Linked DNA regions of Callithrix jacchus: region 1 is linked to region 2. A link is a contact called in public Hi-C data. All regions are on one chromosome and are shown on one strand. The core of a region is the stretch at or near the end of the contact, and the rest is flanking DNA. Distances in the headings are between cores, read along the strand shown. Region 1 holds the start of AFG2B (AAA ATPase AFG2B). Region 2 overlaps SLC28A2 (solute carrier family 28 member 2).

Region 1 (5,634 bases), core at 1,137-3,636, 95 kb after region 2:
TTTTGGGAGACCGAGGTGGGTGGATGACTTGAGGCCTGGAGTTCAAGACCAGCCTGGCCAACATGGTCAAACCCCATCTCCACTAAAAATCCAAAAATTAGCCAGGCATGGTGGTAGGTACCTGTAATCCCAGCTACTCGGGAGGCTGAGGCAAAAGGACTGCTTTTACCTGGGAGGCAGAGGTTGCAGTAAGCTGAGACCCTGCCATTGCACTCCAGACTGGGTGACAGATCGAGACTGTCTCAAAATAAATAAATAAAATTTAAAAAATAAAAAGAATGGTTTACCACAAGGAGATTATGTCATTCAATGGTATGATAAATGTGGATGTTTAGATGACTGAAATCATAGTGTCGCAGATGGTTAGACCTAAAGAAACGAAATGGATTTTACTGGCTGATTGGAAAAAATACTTATAGTTTTGCTCAGAGTGAGTGGATAAGAGCTGAAGGCCCAGTAACAGAATTCCTTTTTGCTTTTGTTTGCAACCTATGGTAAGGACTGGATCATTCAGGGAAAGAGTGAGATGAAGTGAAAGAATATTTCCCATGCATATGGATTCTATAAGGTCAGAGGGTTCTTATTTGACCTTGTATAAAATCAATCTCTTAGACCAACCCAAAGGAACACATAGTTTCCTCCTCATCATATTCCTAATAACATAGTCTCTGCCTCAGTTTAAACCAATGCAGAAAACTTTAAGGCCCATTTAACTTCATTGGCTCCCTATGTTGGCTTCAGTTATGCCACTCCATGAAACCTTTACTTCTTGGCCATTTCTGTACAGTAAATATATCTACTAACTATTTTACATGACATCCCTTTACATATTTAAGACAATTATCATGTCCTCAGTAAGTCTTCTTTCCCTCTCCTAGATCCTCAAAACTTCTTGGAACTGAATAGAAGGAACTCCATGAGGTGCAGGCATTTGATAAAATAATTTGATCGGCATGTATTCACACCTTTAGGGGTCAGTAAAAACGATGGCTTTTTAAAAAAAATTTTCAGAAAATGCAAAAGTCGCATTTAAAAGTCGCAAAACCAAAAAGACCCAAAGCCAGTAGGATTAAAAGACAAAAAGAAAACAGGAAGTAATGGGTGACTTACCCATTTCAAGACCTCCTCCTGCTATTTTCTGATCCCTAAGTTATGCCAGAATCCATTTTAGTAGAAAAGTACAGCAGAGACCAGACAAGTTACTGTGGAGTCAAGAAGTCTGTCATGTCTGCCATGAAGTTTGGATAGAATGAGATCAGGAATTGGCATTGGTCTTAGGATGCCAGATCTGACAGTACTTGCCATTGATAAGATATCACTACACAGTCTGTATTGATATTTTGCATAGCTAGAGAAAAAAAAACTTCCCAGCAACGTAAGCACTCTAAAATATCAGTTTTGTCATCTTACAAATTTGGGTTGCAGTGAACGTGGGAAAATTGAGGTAGGAAGATGTAAGTCAAATAAAGACAAGGTATATCTTCTTGTCTTTGAATATCTGTAGTTCTTTTTTAATAGGAATTAAGAGGGATAAGAAATGTATTCCAATTGATAAAGAGGAATTCCCTGTGCGAAAGAGAGAGAAAAGGCAGAGGCAGGTGGGAAAAAAAAATAGCAGGCAGTTGTCTTAATAATGTAGATAGGCATCGCCTCTAATACAGGACTTAGTGCTGTTGTGCCCCAATTAGACGGCAAGCATTGATTGCATGAACTTAAGCAGTGATTAAGTTGTTGCCAAATAATATTCAAAAGAATATCAGAAATCAGAACAAATGTACTATTAGTGTGCTACAAATCCATCAGATAGCTTAGTTTTCCTTCTTTCCTCTCTACAAGGGGTTTGAAGTGCCACACTGTGCTTCTTCTTCTCACTATACTGGTGCTGTTCCATAGGAAGGGCTGTGCCTGGACCTGCCAGATTGGAACCCCGGTTATCGAAGGTCCCAAAGCTGTATTCTCAGCTACTCCAAGTCCCCTGTGACATCTGCACCAGAGCACCCAAAATTCTGTGCCCATAGGGATAGTTGGAGTTTCTTCACAAAATAGCAAAATCTCTAGGTTGCTATTCCAACAGCGGCAGTACTGATGCTCCAGTTCCGAGGCCAGGAAAACAGAATGTAACGCCGGTGACTTCCAAGATATATGTACCACCAAAGTACATGCTTTGGTGTACTAGTGAAGTTAGCTTACGCCGCCTCCCAGACACCTATAATGAAGACCATCTCGGCAAAGTTCTGGGGTGGGAAACTCGATTTCACGAAAGTGGACACAAAAATTTTACCCAAGGGCCAGAGCGTCGTCTAACGTTCCCATTGGCCCGTTGGGCCTTCACTCAGCAGCCAACTACGCAATCGGGCCCAGCGCATGTGCGTCACCTACTTCCGGCCTGCGAGCGCGGTGTTCCGCTCTTTGCCGGCCGGGGTTTTCTGTCCGGCTTTTCTCTCCTTGGCTCATCTGTGGTGCAATGGCTCGGGATTCGGATCCCTTCCGCGAAGGGCCGCTCTTAAAGGTGCTACCCTTAGACGATAGAGATCGGGGCACCCAGCGCTGCCGCCTGGGCCCGGCCGCCTTCCACGCCCTGGGCGCGCGTTTGGGCTCTGCAGTGAAGATCTCCTTGCCCGACGGCGGCTCCTGCATCTGCACTGCCTGGCCTCGGCGGGACGGAGCCGACTGCTTTGTGCAGCTGGACCCGCTGTGCGCAAGCCCCGGGGTGGTGGTCGGGGCGCCGAGATCACGGAGGAGTCTCAGCCTGAGCCACCTTCTCCTAGTGCCCTGTCCGCCCCTGCGGCGCGTCGCGGTGTGGCCGGTGTTGCGAGAGCGGGCAGGCGCGCCTGGTGCCCCGAGTACAGCTGCGGTGCTGGAGGCGGCGCAGGAGCTGCTGAGAAACCGACCGGTTTCCCTGGGCCACGTGGTGGTCGCTCCACCGGGCGCTCCGGGCCCGGTGGCTGCCTTGCACATCGTCGGCGGGACGCCCAGCCCCGACCCCGCTGGGCTGGTTACGCCTCGTACACGCGTCGGCTTCAGCAGGGAGCCTCCATCTGAATCCCGGCCGCGGTCCGAGGTGCCCCTGGGGGGCCTTTCGGAGGCTGCCGACTCGCTCCGGGAGCTCCTCCGCCTGCCGCTCCGCTACCCCCGCACCCTGGCGGCGCTGGGCTTAGCAGTGCCCCGCGGAGTGCTCCTGGCGGGGCCCCCCGGAGTGGGCAAGACCCAGCTGGTACGGGCCGTGGCACACGAGGCGGGCGCGGAGCTGCTGGCAGTCAGCGCCCCCGCGCTTCAGGGTTCCCGGCCTGGGGAGACAGAGGAGAACGTGCGGCGGGTCTTCCAGCGCGCCCGGGAGCTGGCCAGTCGCGGGCCCAGCCTCCTCTTCCTGGACGAGGTGGACGCCTTGTGTCCCCGGCGGGGCGGTCAAGCACCGGAGAGCCGCGTAGTGGCCCAGGTGTTGACGCTGCTGGACGGCGCCAGTGGGGACCGCGAGGTCGTGGTTGTGGGAGCTACCAACCGGCCGGACGCTCTAGACCCAGCGCTGCGCAGACCTGGGAGATTTGACCGCGAGGTAAATGGGCCTGGCTGGTTGGCCCACTGTCCGTGGGACCTCGGCCTCTTCTGGCGCTAGTTGGCTGCCCCTGAGGCATTTGCCTCTTAGGTTTGGGCATCGGTGAGGTTGGAGTGGGACTCTTAGCAATGCAGAGAACACGTTTTCTGTGAGTCAGGACCTGTATTTACCGAGAGTCAAATTGTTCTGGGAAGTGGTTGGGGGGGGGGGACGTTACAGATTAATTTTGTTGTGCAGGTCCTATAATCAGTAATGTTAATTCTTTTTTTTTTTTTTCATTCTGGGGGATACTTGTTCTCTATGGAAGTAATGTTAATTCTTAAGAGAATTTTGGTCGCCCCCAAGCATGTTAAACTCATAGATTTGGAATGAGAATTTAAAGTAGAAGGATAGCCTCAAAAAGTAAGTGTGTTGAAATAAAAAGGGCGAAGGCAGGGAAGAACTAAATGGAAGCAGGCATTACTCTTCTGGATTTATTCATTCCTTGTCATAATACCAGCATCCTATCCCATAATTGAGGAAGTACCCACAACTGCTCCCTGAGTTGTCAGGAGTTGAATATTCAGAACTGTCCTGTTTTATAAGCTTTGGTTCTAAGTGGACTTTTGAATTCTAAAGAATAGTTTGAAATTTAGTGACTGATATTTCTATTTTGTGATAAGATTCTAAAGAGAAATGGTAATTGCACACTTTTAGCTTAGTCAGTTCAGGACTTGAGTGGATTTCTTCCTTGCGCTATCTCATACCTGTGTCCTTAAGGGCAGGGACCTAGCTGTCTAAACCTGGCTTCTAGAACTTTGTATGTTCTTGAAAATAACAAAAACTAGGCCGGGCGCGGTGGCTCAAGCCTGTAATCCCAGCATTTTGGGAGGCCGAGGAGGGTGGATCATGAAGTCAAGAGATTGAGATCATCCAGGCCAATGGTGAAACCCCGTCTCTACTAAAAAATACAAAAATTAGCTGGGAGTGGTGGTTCCTGCCTGTAGTCCTAGCTACTCGGGAAGCTGAGGCAGGAGAATTGCTTGAGCTTGGAGGCGGAGGTTGCAGTGAGCTGAGATTGGGCCACTGCACCTGCACCGGCACCGGCGCCTGGCAACAGAGCAAGATTCTGTTTTTTAAAAAAAAAAAAAAAAACTTGTTAAATGACATAGATAGAATTTTCATTGTGCAACTTTCTAGCCAGTGTTACTCCTTTGTAATATTAGGATTTTCATATATTCAGAAGCAAAAGTATATGGAAAGTGCATAATACTAATTCCAAAATGGTTCACTGAATTAACATACATGTTTGTCAGGATAAAAAATGTATATTATTTTGGTGGGACGCAGTAGCTCACGCCTGTAATCCTAGCACTTTGGAAGGCTGAGGTGGGTGGATCACTTTAGGTCAGGAGTTTGAGACCAGCCTGGCCAAGATGGTGAAAACCCGTCTCTACTAAAAATACAAAAATAAGCTGGGCATGGTGGTGTGCCCCTGTAGTTCCATCTACTCAGGAGGCTGAGACACCAGACCAGAATCACTTGAACCAGGGAGGTGGAGGTTGCAGTGAGCTGAGATGGTCCCTGCTGCATTCCAGCCTGGGCAACAGTGAAACTGTGTCTCAAAAAAAAAAAAAAATATATATATATATATATATATATATATATATATATATATATATATATGCACATACACACACACATATAATTAGTTTTTTGGAAGTGATTCTTTTTTTTTTTTGAGACGGAGTTTCGCCCTTGCTACCCAGGCTGGAGTGCAATGGCGCAATCTCGGCTCACCGCAACCTCCGCCCCCTGGGTTCAGGCAGTTCGCCTGCCTCAGCCTCCTGAGTAGCTGGGATTACAGGCACGCGCCACTGTGCCCAGCTAATGTTTTGTAATTTTTAGTAGAGACGGGGTTTCACCATGTTGACCAGGACGGTCTCGATCTTTTTGACCTCGTGATCCACCCGCCTCGGCCTCCCAAAGTGCTGGGATTACAGGCTTGAGCCACCGTGCCCGGCCAGTGATTCTTTTTTAATTGATCTATTTTTATTGATACATAATTGTGCATGTTTTGGGGTACATGTGATATTTTGGTA
Region 2 (5,155 bases), core at 74-2,573:
GATGGTTTACTCCCCAAGAGTCCTTTTTTCTTTTTCTTTTTCTTTCTCTCTCTCTCTCTTTTTTTTGAGACAGGGTCTTGTTCTGTTGCTCAGGCTGGAGTACAGTGGCATGATCATAGCTCGCTGCAGCCTTCAACTCCTGGACTCAAGTGATCCTCCCTTCTCAGCCTCCTGAGCAGCTGGGAACACAGGCATACACCATCAAGCTCAGCTAATTTTTGGTAGAGACAGGGGTCTCACTGTATTGCCCAGGCTGGTCTCAAACTCCTGGGTTCAAGTGATCCTCCCTCAGCAGCGTCTCAAAGTGCTGGGATTACAGGCATGAGCCACCAAGACTGGCACCAACAGTCTTTGAATCCGTCACCTCAAAATCCTTGCTGTGTCCACCAACCCTAAACTATTATCCTTATCCAACCAATTCTGATCAAGCCCTAGCATTGAAAGACCTGTCTTAAACAAGACTTCAAAACTTGATAAATATCTCAACTTTTCCCTGCCCCTTCTGAGAGGCTACTAAGATCCTATCAAGTTAATGTTCTTCCTTACTTCCGTAGGAATAAAGTTATCTTGGTTTAATCAATGGGTTAAGTGATATTTTGATGGAGCCAAAATTATTACCTTTCAAAAATTAGTACAAAAAGATATAATGGGAGATAGAAGAAAAAAGAAAAGCAAGTTAAAAGATCAGAGATCTAACATCTGAATAATATAATAGAAGTTTCAACAAGAGAAAGAGAAAATGTTGGGAAGAAAAGTACTAAAATAATTTGAAGGCTGAGTGCCTGTAATCCCAGTACTTTGGGAGGCCAAGGCGGGCGGATCACTTCAGGTAGGGAGTTCGATACCAACTTAACCAACATGGAGAAACCCAATCTCTACTAAAAATACAAAAACTAGCTGGACATGGTGGTGCATGCCTGTAATCTTAGCTACTCAGGAGGCCGAGGCAGGAGAATTGCTTGAACCTGGGATGCAGAGGTTGCAGTGAACCGAGATTGAGCTGCCCTCCAGCCTGGGCAACTCCGACTCAAAAAAAAAAAAAAAGAATTTGAAAAAGTTTTCCAGAACTGGTGCCCATAAATTTCTAGAATACAGGGCATGATGAAATCAAAGGAGGCCCACACCAAGGTTAAAATCATTGTAAAATTTCAGAAACATTGAGACATATTATATAGAAAGCTGAGGGAAAAGTGCTTGGTTGCCTGCAGATTAAGATTATTGCCACCAGATGGCAAAAATGCCTCCAAGGCTCTACTTCTAAGATTTTTGTTTCATTTTGTCTTCAGAGCTTTCCAACACATTAGAGTTTTCTCATTTGGCTTCTCTCCATCTAGTCTGGCTCCATCAGAGATCTGACTCTTTTCTTCCTAAACCAATCTGCTAGAAGGACACTGTATAATCAGCCTGGAGGAGTAAGTACATTCTCTTTGAAGAATTGGCTCATGTGGCTCTGAGGTTAAAAAAAAAAAGACTTTTAAGAGAATGGACTCTGGATTACAGTTGTCTGTTGTGGACAGAAGGACTTCTGTCATGCTGGGATTCCACAAAGCATTCATTCATTCATTCTTCCAACAAGTTTTATCGGTGCTGACTATATGATGGGTACTGTGTTCGGCACTAGGAATCATTTAGTAAAAGAAAATCAGACATGAACTTTGTCTTCATGGAAAATTAAATTCTGAGGAGATAAACATTCCATAAATATATATATACACACACGTATATATAAACAAATATATGTAACTATATATATATATTTATTTATTTATTTAAATAAATTGTGATAAGTGCTATGAAAAGATAGGTATGTGGAGAAAAAGAGACCTATTAGGTCCCTAAGGAATCTGATGGATTCCTGTAAGAGTGGAAGTAAGCAGATCAGCTAGGAAGCTATTGCAGCTTTCTAAGAGGGAGATTAAGGGAGAGGGTGATGCTAGAGGAAAGAGAAGTAGATGAATTCAAGAGAAGTTGGAGGTAGAATTGACAGGATGCAGTCATTAGATCTGGGAAGTTAGAAAGCATATCCATTAAAGATGACTCCCAAGTCTCTGGATGAAGCAAATGGCTGGGTTGATGGGATTACCATTTTTTGAGGTGGAGAAGGCTTGGGGAGGAAGAAGTTTTGGAGGAGGGGATGGTAGATAGAATCGAGTTCAGGGGCCTGGTGTGGTGGCTCACACCTGTAATCCCAGCACTTTGGAAGGCAGGGTGGGTGGATCACTTGAGGTCAGGAGTTTGAGACCAGCCTGGCCAACATGGTGAAACCCCACCTCTACTAAAAATAGAAAAAAGTAGCCAGGCATGGTGGTGTTCACCCGTAGTCCCAGCTACTCAGGAGGCTGAGGTAGGAGAATCGCTTGAACCCCGGAGGCAGAGGTTGCAGTGAGCCAAGATCAGCCACTGTACTCTAGCCAGGGCAGCAGAGTGAGACGCTGTCTCAAAAGAGAAAAAAAGAGTTCAGGGTAGAAGGTTAATTAAATTGGGCTTTCTCCCCAGGCATTTGGGTTCTGGTTTGGATGCCACTGGTCCAGGCTAGAATGGGGTTTGCTCTGATCTACTGTGTAACAGAATGACTTGGCCTGGTTTATTTGGTTTAAATTGGCTCACAGTTGGCATTCATTAAGCTAAAAATTGTTAACACAGTGCACCTACAGAGCAATAGAAAAATCAGCTTAAATTTGTAGTGTCTTTTCTGATGTGGGCATTTGAGAGTTAAAGAGAACTGTCCAGATTGACACCTATAATCCTAGCACTTTGGGAGGCCGAGATGGGGGGATTGCTCAAGGCCAGGAGTTTGAGACCAGCCTGAGCATCACAGGGAGACCCCATCTTTACAAAAAATTAAAACATTAGCCAGGTGTGGTGGCACACACCTGTGATCCCAGCTACTCAGGAGGCCGGGAGGTGGGAGGATTGCTTGAGTTGGGAGATAAAGGCTTCAGTGAGCCATGTTTGCACCACTACACTCCATCCTGGGCTACAGTGATGCCCTGTCTCTAGGGGAAAAAAAGGAAAAAGAATGGGCCAGAGCATCTTCTACATTTTTTGTTGTTGTCATTTGTTTGTACTCCATTCATAAGGGGCACACAATCTCAAGGATAAGAAGCTTCTGGAAAATGCAAGCCCAGTTGTTTTGGTGGATCCTTCTGAATGATTATGCACAGGTAAGATCCTTAGTGTGACTGTGAGGTGGCAGAAAGGAAAACTTCTTCTATCGACTCTGAAAATAGAGAATATTTTATCTAATTTTATCCCCAATATAGTGCCTATAACATGTTTACACAGTAAGTGCTGAATTGAAGCTGCTCCACCTGGGTTGTTTTCAGTCTCCAGACCTAAGTTGAACTCTCTGGAGGATTTGAAACCCCTCTTCCCAAAGAGCTGCTACATAATTAGCTATGTGCTGAGACAAGGTACCTCTCTGGACTCACCAGAGTTTAAGGACCTCATTTCTAGGGGTGCTAGGAAAAAGATACTTCTCTTTCCTTCTTCCTGCACCCACGTCCATAGAGGTCTTTTGCCATCATCAACAAAGTGTTAAGTCAGAATTTAAAATCAACTTAGCCCTAGACATCGATGTTTTCATTTGTAACCTCGAGGTGGAATAGTTAGTCATATACTATGCCCATAATCGGCAGTTACCTCAGTCTTTTTCTTTGATTCATGCCTTGCCTTCTCCTTGTGCCCTACCATTTTGTTTAGAGTATATGTCATTTTGAGGGCAAGAATTGTACTTTTTAAGCTTTATATTTCTGTACAATTTATTTTTGTCTCATTTTTGTAATAAAAAGTGTATATTTTAAGTTAGTACAACATGATGTTTTGATATACATAAACACAGTGAAAGGATTGCTACAGTCAAGCAAATTAACATATCCATCTCCTCACATAGTTACCTTCGGTTTGTGTATGTTTGCATGTGTGTATTGTGATAGCGTTTGAAATCTTCTCTCCAACAATTTAGAACAGTACTTTATAGCATTAGCAAGGGGAAGGAATGGCCTGGGAGAGCTTTAGCTCCCTCTACCAATTTTCATAAACCCCATAACCCCCTCCAGAAACGTAATTAATACATAAACAAAAGTTTATAATTATAAAAAAAAGCATATTTTTGGCCAGGCACAGTGGCTCATACCTGTAATCTCAGCACTTTGGGAGGCCGAGGTGGGCAGATCACTTGAGACCAGGAGTTCGAAACCAGCCTGGCCAACAGAGCAAAACCCCATCTCTACTAAAAATAGAAAAGAAAACAAAAAACAAACCCATGGGTGTGGTGGCATGCATCTGTTGGGCCCAGCTACTCTGGAGGCTGAGGCAGGAAAATCGCTTGAATCTGGGAGGCAGAGGCTGCAGTGAGCTAAGATCGCAGCACCGCACTCCAGCCTGTGTGACAGAGTGAGACCCTGTCTCAAAAAAAAAAAAAAAAAAAAATTAAAAGCATGTTTAGAACGCACATTATTTACTATGCAGGAGTAGCCTTGAGGTAAGTCCTCTAGCTTCCCCTTCCTGCCAGATTGCCACCCCTAGTTTCCCTTGTGAAAAATCTGCCACTCCCACTGCTCAAGAGAGCGTTAACAAACTGTTGTAAAAGAACAGAAGCCAATGCCTGGTGAAGGCTGCAATATTCCTCTGAAAGCTGAGGTTATGTTGTTTTTGTGCTGGCAGCTGTTCTCTAGATTTGCAGGAGATTCACCCTTATATAACTTGAGGTTCTTGTTTTCCTGATTCAAAGCTTTTTATTTAATAAATTCTTTGGGATACGCTTTTATTTAATAAATTATTTGGGATAATTATATGTCTGAAGCCCTCTGAAAAGTCCCACTTGAATTTGTATCTGAAATGGTAAGAAGAAAGTCAGGCTGTACCTGGAATCTGGACTTAGTTTTAAGTTCTTTCAAAGCAATGCAGATATGGAATATTTAGACAAACCACAATTCTGGAAAGTTTTTTAAGTGGAAAATTTTGGTTCTAAGCTTTTGGAGAGGGTAGTTTGGAAACATCACACCACAATTAAGCCTCCATCTAAATAATAAAATGCGTAAAATAGTTTTCCTATATATTATTTTCCCCAATTCAAAAGATTTTGTCCTAGTCCCAGATTTTTTCATAGAAATTATAATTGTTTGATAGTATAATCGGTCAAAAAACCAAAATA

Evidence for each region. Hi-C and Micro-C count contacts between places; a contact is called where the count stands out from the background.
Region 1: a Hi-C map of induced pluripotent stem cells shows a contact between it and region 2, with 4 times the contacts expected there. The contact joins the promoter of AFG2B here to the enhancer-like site in region 2. A contact is called at or near these places in 3 of 3 Hi-C or Micro-C datasets (induced pluripotent stem cells and skeletal muscle).

Annotation. Positions count from the first base shown.
Region 1 is chr8:32,919,209-32,924,842 of calJac240_pri, forward strand. AFG2B (AAA ATPase AFG2B) reads left to right here and starts at 2,387. Exons shown (of 8, transcript XR_623189.5): 1 at 2,387-3,553.
Region 2 is chr8:32,825,413-32,830,567 of calJac240_pri, forward strand. SLC28A2 (solute carrier family 28 member 2) reads left to right here. Exons shown (of 25, transcript XR_013520923.1): 17 at 1-3,164. Among named protein-coding and RNA genes, the nearest start is that of SLC28A2, 65 kb to the left of the region's middle. Within about 2 kb of position 1,324, at least 2 of the 16 cell types and tissues checked have an H3K27ac peak or open chromatin away from gene starts, as enhancers often do.